Linked DNA regions of Salmo salar: region 2 is linked to region 1. The links are chromatin contacts, called in public Hi-C maps. All regions are on one chromosome and are shown on one strand. The core of a region is the stretch at or near the end of the contact, and the rest is flanking DNA. Distances in the headings are between cores, read along the strand shown. Region 1 overlaps LOC106576483 (hepatocyte growth factor). Region 2 holds the start of LOC106576483 (hepatocyte growth factor).

The links. Hi-C and Micro-C count contacts between places; a contact is called where the count stands out from the background.
Region 2: a Hi-C map of muscle shows a contact between it and region 1, with 2.4 times the contacts expected there. The contact joins the promoter of LOC106576483 here to the enhancer-like site in region 1. A contact is called at or near these places in 2 of 3 Hi-C or Micro-C datasets (gill and muscle).

The regions. Positions count from the first base shown.
Region 1 is chrssa17:68,398,271-68,401,183 of Ssal_v3.1, reverse strand. It overlaps LOC106576483 (hepatocyte growth factor), which reads left to right. Exons shown (of 18, transcript XM_045700025.1): 18 at 1-866. Among protein-coding and RNA genes, the nearest start is that of LOC106576509, 9.4 kb to the right of the region's middle. Within about 2 kb of position 1,268, at least 1 of the 13 cell types and tissues checked has an H3K27ac peak or open chromatin away from gene starts, as enhancers often do. A contact at or near this core is called in muscle, where this site is marked.
Region 2 is chrssa17:68,438,165-68,441,146 of Ssal_v3.1, reverse strand. It overlaps LOC106576483 (hepatocyte growth factor), which reads left to right and starts at 1,339. Exons shown (of 18, transcript XM_045700025.1): 1 at 1,339-1,831. The coding sequence starts at 1,768.

The sequences.
Region 1 (2,913 bases), core at 19-2,518:
TGGGCCTTTCCTTGGCTCACTCACACCAGATGTCAGTTGAGTTGCTTCCTCTCTACTCTCTGTTTTTATATTTAAACGGATTAGAACGTAGTGTGCAGTCTTATTTATTTGTATACATCTGGCCCTCGTGAGAGGGCGCCAGCGATTGCCGTCGACAAAGCGACATGTCTCGCTAATAGAAGAGGTGAAGATTATGGCGGCTTTTTATTTGATACATGTTTTAAACTCAGTGTCAATCATTATTATTACTGGAGGTACACTGAATGGCTATACGGATTACATGAAAAGTATGGCTTGTGTTCCAAAACATACCACTTTGTCAGTCATTTGTCTTTTAACAATACTGACAATACTGTAAGTGTAATGACATAGGGGAATGTAATAGCTTTCTTTCAGTGCTGAAAACCAGTCATGACATCATTTTTATAATCACAGAAAGCAGGTGTGTATGTATGACTAATGATCTCTTCAAACTGGGCCCCTAAGAAGACTTATTTCACCCATTTCTATATCCTAAAATATTCAGTGTGTTAGGTTAAACTATGTCACGGTATTTGACCTGTTCAGTGCCTTTTTTTTTAGGTGGACAGGAATCAATAGTGTACAATAGAATTGGCGCAGAGAGCTGTGAGTGTATTTTACTGTTATGTAAATAGGATGTAAAGTAGTGTGTGTAAAAAAAACAAAAAACTTTTCCACTTCCAATGTCTTATTTACATCGTTTTTTTACTATATAGGGTCACTCTGTTTATAAACTTGTAAACTGTATAACAGCTGCTATTTTTAAAGGGTTGGGTCTTCACATTATATACTATATGATTATGTTATATTCACGTTTTAATATTACATTTACAGTGTAAATTACAGCTTGTTTCACTCTTTTCATATGTCTGTCTGTCTTGTCTGTCTGTCAAGCACTCTCTCCTAAAGTAAACCCTCAGACAAAGATTCTTGCAGCAATACAGTTTTCTGCAACACATACTCTCTCAACACAATTCAAGATACTCTGGGTCAAGATCTTACTCTGGGTATTATTTTCCCACTTCCCATGTCAATCATATCAATAAGACCTCAGTCTATGGGTTTTGGATGGCCACTGTCCACCATGACCCAGTTCCTGACCAGAGGATGAGCGGCAACATTCGGTTAACGCTCACATAACGTTTGGGTAGCATTAGATGTTCAGTTGACGCTTAGACAGCAATTGGGCAACACTTGACACCATGGCATGCTTCCTCCATCATGTGGGGTTCTCATTTGATACATGACTCCTCGGTGCTGAGGAGAAAATGGCAGACCTGTCAGCGCTGACCTCATACGCGGTGGCTTGTCACAAACCAACCCCAAGGCTTTGTGCCTCATCGTAACGGGACGTGAAATAGCTTTCCTCCCCTCTTTTGCCGGACCAACAGTCCTTAGGTCACGTCTGGTGCTTCTGGAAAATAAATCTACTTAAAAGATTTGTCTGTTTGGGAAATTCACAGTGGTGTAAAGTACTTTGAATTACTAAAGTTGTTTTTTGGGTTATCTGTACTTTATATTTTTGACAACTTTTACTTCACTACATTCCTAAAGAAAATAACATACTTTTTACGCCATACATTTTCAGATTACGTATGAATGACATCCAAAAGTACTTGTTACATTTTGAATGCCTAGCAGGACAGAAATGGTCAAATTCACATACTTATCAAGAGAACATCCCTTGTCATCCCTGCTACCTCTGATCTGGCGGACTCACTAAACACACATGCTTCGTTCGTAAATGATGTTGGAGTGTGACCCTGGCTATCTGTAAATAAATAAAAATACAAGAAAATGGTTTGCTTAATATAAGGAATTTTAAATCATTTATACTTTTACTTCTTATACTTAAGTATATTTGAGCAATTATGTTTACTTTTGATACTTAAGCATATTTAAAACCAAATACTTTTAGACTTTTACTCAAGTAGCATTTTACTGGGTGACTTTCACTTTTACTTGAGTCTTTTTATATTAAGGTATCTTTACTTTGACAATTGGGTACTTTTTCCACTACTGAGAAAAAAAAACTATGGCAAAATCTTATTGGGAAAGCATTCGAAAAAGGAATTTGTGAACCTTGAGCTGGACTATTCCCAAGAGCAACATTGTAAACACAATGGGATCCGCTTGCAATAACCTTAATCAAACAATCATGATGATTTATGGCATTTAAAAGCTTGTTGCAGTGACCTCAGAAATATATAAGTGATGCTATGGAGTTTATGCTCAGACCCTGTGTTGTGTTTATGTGTTGATCCTGCTCAGTCACCGTGCTGAAGTATGCATGCACCCTTCCAAAGCCTACAAGAGAAGGCCATCTTAAAAACTGAACTTGGATCGCTCTCTGAGCTAATGGTTCTATCTCAGCTCGTCTATCTGCCATTCCTCAGGCATCTCCTCGCCTGCTCAACCTCAATTAATTTTCAGAGAGGGTGTGGGTAAGCGATGAAAGATTAATTTATAAAGAGCCACTGGAAAACCTCACAGAACTACAACGGTCTCTTGGCAGAGATGCCCAATCTTCCTCCTGTAGAACTACCCTCCTTCAGACTCTCGCTCCAACGATAATTTAACCCACCTGACTCTATCAATTAGCTGCTCACTAGGACCTTGATTAGCAGAATCACTGATGTAACAACTGTGTCGGAGCAACAGACATTCATACCATAATCTGGGCCCCCAGGAATACCGTAGTCTGGGCCCCAGGGTACACAATAGACTTGGTACCCAGGGATACCATAGTCTTGGCCCCAGGGATACTGTAGTCTTGGCCCCAGGGATACTGTAGTCTTGGCCCCCAGGGATACCTTAGTCTGGGCCCTAGGGATACTGTAGTCTTGGCCCCAGGGATACTGTAGTCTAGGCCCCCAAGGAAACCTTAGTCTG
Region 2 (2,982 bases), core at 90-2,589, 40 kb before region 1:
CCTGAATGAGGGGTTGCCACTGCCTCTCTCCTTCTCTCTCTCTAGAGCTCTCTAGAGCTCTTTCTCTCTCTAGAGCTCTTTCTTACCGGCTGCCCATTAACGGTCGAAGTGTGGATATCCTGTCAAATAAAGATGGCGCCGCCCTCCACGGGTTTGTTTCGTGTTCAAAACTCAGGAACACTTACTGGTTAAACAAAAAGCCCGGCTGGCTGGTACCTAAAATGGTATGTTTCCAGCTGTGTTTGTCCCCCTCCCGCTCGCTCGCCCCACCAAGAGCAAAACGCCATAATGTAGGACTGTAGATCCTGTCACTGTCACCCAAAAGCGCTCCCGATGGGATGCCGCCATGAAACCCGAAAGGCAGCCTGAAGCTACTGTCTATCAGCTCTTTATACGTCGTTATGATGTGGGTCTGGGACTGAAATAACTGGCATGGCATTTTATTACTGTCCCAGAAATCTGATGGCAAGCCATTGCTTTGGGGCAGTGTTCCAAGTTAAAGGCGGCCTGCCTCCAACATTCCTGCGTTCTCAACTTCTCAGTCCTTACTATGTTCAGTTTCTTTCGTATGTTGGGGCATTCTGATGATTATCCTAGTACACGCTGTGATTTAGAATGTAAGCAAATAATCAAAATTATTATTTTTCCCCACTCATATTTTGTCTAAAATATTGCTTTCGCTTGGACATATTTATAAAATATGTATAAAATATATATATGAAATGGCATAAGGGTATATTTGTCTCGTGGCATCTGTGGCATTTGCTGCAATATTCTCCACTAGGCTGAATTTTGTTTCTCTCGTTTTTGAATTATCACTCATCTATACCATTCATGAGCCTACCCAATGAGCATAGACTTTAAAAAAACGTTGAAAATAGGTTTCGTCGTTAAAAATACTTTGAAAGTACGTATTTCAACCAGTTTTGCTGACTGGGTACATTCATTTAACATAAGCTATAGCCAACTACTTTATGGAACTTTCATTCCACTAATTCTCTATTTCAGTTTGGGGAAGATAACGTAATCCATGTGTTCAGGAATATAAAAAAATGCACTGTCTTTGTTATGGGTCACAGAAGTTACCTAGACTAATCCCCATGCGTTTAGGTGCAAGGCAGTTTTTGCGCATTTTGCCAGCACTTAGGTCATTAGCGGGTTTAATAAAGTTTCTACATGCATGTGCAAATCATCCCAGTTTCTTCTGCAACTTCAGCCAAAAGTCGGAAAAGTGTGGGGGGGTGGGACAAAGGGGAGTGTCAAGCCTACTTCTCAAACATTTTTTCATATCTTATCATCAACCCAGTCCCGCTGAATCATTGGACCCGTACGCGTTCTGTCCAGCTGTATTCAAATGTGCCATATGAAACCAAAATGCATAAACTTCTACATATTAGCTCTCAGTCTATTACATGGGAAATTACAAGTATCCGGTTTGGCATCACCCCCAGCTGCTTAAGATAAACAAGTTGACAAACGCACTTTGCGTGTGGCTGTGGAAACTGGCTGAAGAAGGGACGAGAGTGCGGTTAAAGTGCTGGTTAATTGCCGCGCAACTGGGGGAGGGGAACCGGTTTGATAAAGCGGACTGGGGGGTTGAACCAAGGACGGCTTCTTTCCAGTAAAGGGGGGCATCGCTGGCTGCACTGTGGGCTCTTCCTGTTAACCCCAGATCGGACCATATAAACAGGTATAACGCGGAGAGGACGTTCAATCAATCCCCGCCGTAAACCTTGGATTAGGATAATACACTCTACTCCATCAAAAATGAAGGCAGATATCATCTGGATTTACAAACTTTTCTTGTGTGCTGTGCTCGCTGTGAATTCAGGTAAATCTTACTAGGCAATATGACCTAACGGTAAACTATGTATAGCCCGTCATTGATATTCGGTTTAGTGGCTGTGCGTATAGGCTATATCATTTTCATAGGCATGAAAGGGAACGAGTTCTCCAAATATATCACACAGATCATAAGACTTGTAAGTGAAATGGATTGAAATGTAGCACTTCCATAGACCAATCATTTATAACCTACGTTTAACTGGCCTGCAGACTTTTACTTTTGCGCAGAAATATTGCATATGTTATGAAGACTAAACGTTTTTTTTGTATTAGTAGTCTAAACGTCAAACATTATTGAATTAGTGGTTGATACATTGATACGCTGCAACATCTATCAAAATCCACAGTGGTAATCAACGGTCTGAATTATTTGGAGGAATTTGATACTGGTTGATATAGTAATTGGAATGTGGCGAGGTGGCCATGTCTTTCGTTTGACCCTATGTGTGCATTAGCTGGCTGGTGCGGCAGGGAATGCGCCTTGCTCTTTGGCATGTAGGCTAAGGTAACACGATGATGCTGCTTAGTAGAGATGATAATTTGTGCAACACTGATTTTTGGTCAAAGTTTAACAGATATTCTCAGTTTCAAAGAGTTTCTTTAAAAAGGAGGCATATGTTGAATTTAACAGATATTATCGGTTTCAAATATTTTCTTTAATAAAGAGTTGCCTATATCAGTGTTAGGCTATATTAATGAAATGGGCCGAGTGGTTCAATTGACTCGTAAGAAAATGTGCATGTCAGTGAGAAATTACTTTATGTTTTCACTGTCATTAATACCTAATGTATGTAGGCCTAATGCATGCGTTATGCGCGGCCATCTGCGTAAAGGTAGCTATAGTACACATCAAAGAGTTAGACCCTCTGCGCTGCAGGCACGTTTTTGAAGTGCGTCTGCTGGCGATATAACTGCTTTGTCATTAACATTTTTTATAGGTCATTGTCATTTATGTAATAGGCTCTTTACTGTCCCTGGAACGATAAATGCATAGCTACTGAAATAATTTCGTGCAGCTATCCACGCAACTGATATGTTGATCTAATCAAGCTAGACTGAAAACACCGAAATAGACCTATAACTAACTGCTCAGGGAAAATGACAAATTAATGTAAGTTTAATTCCTGAGCTCAGTCA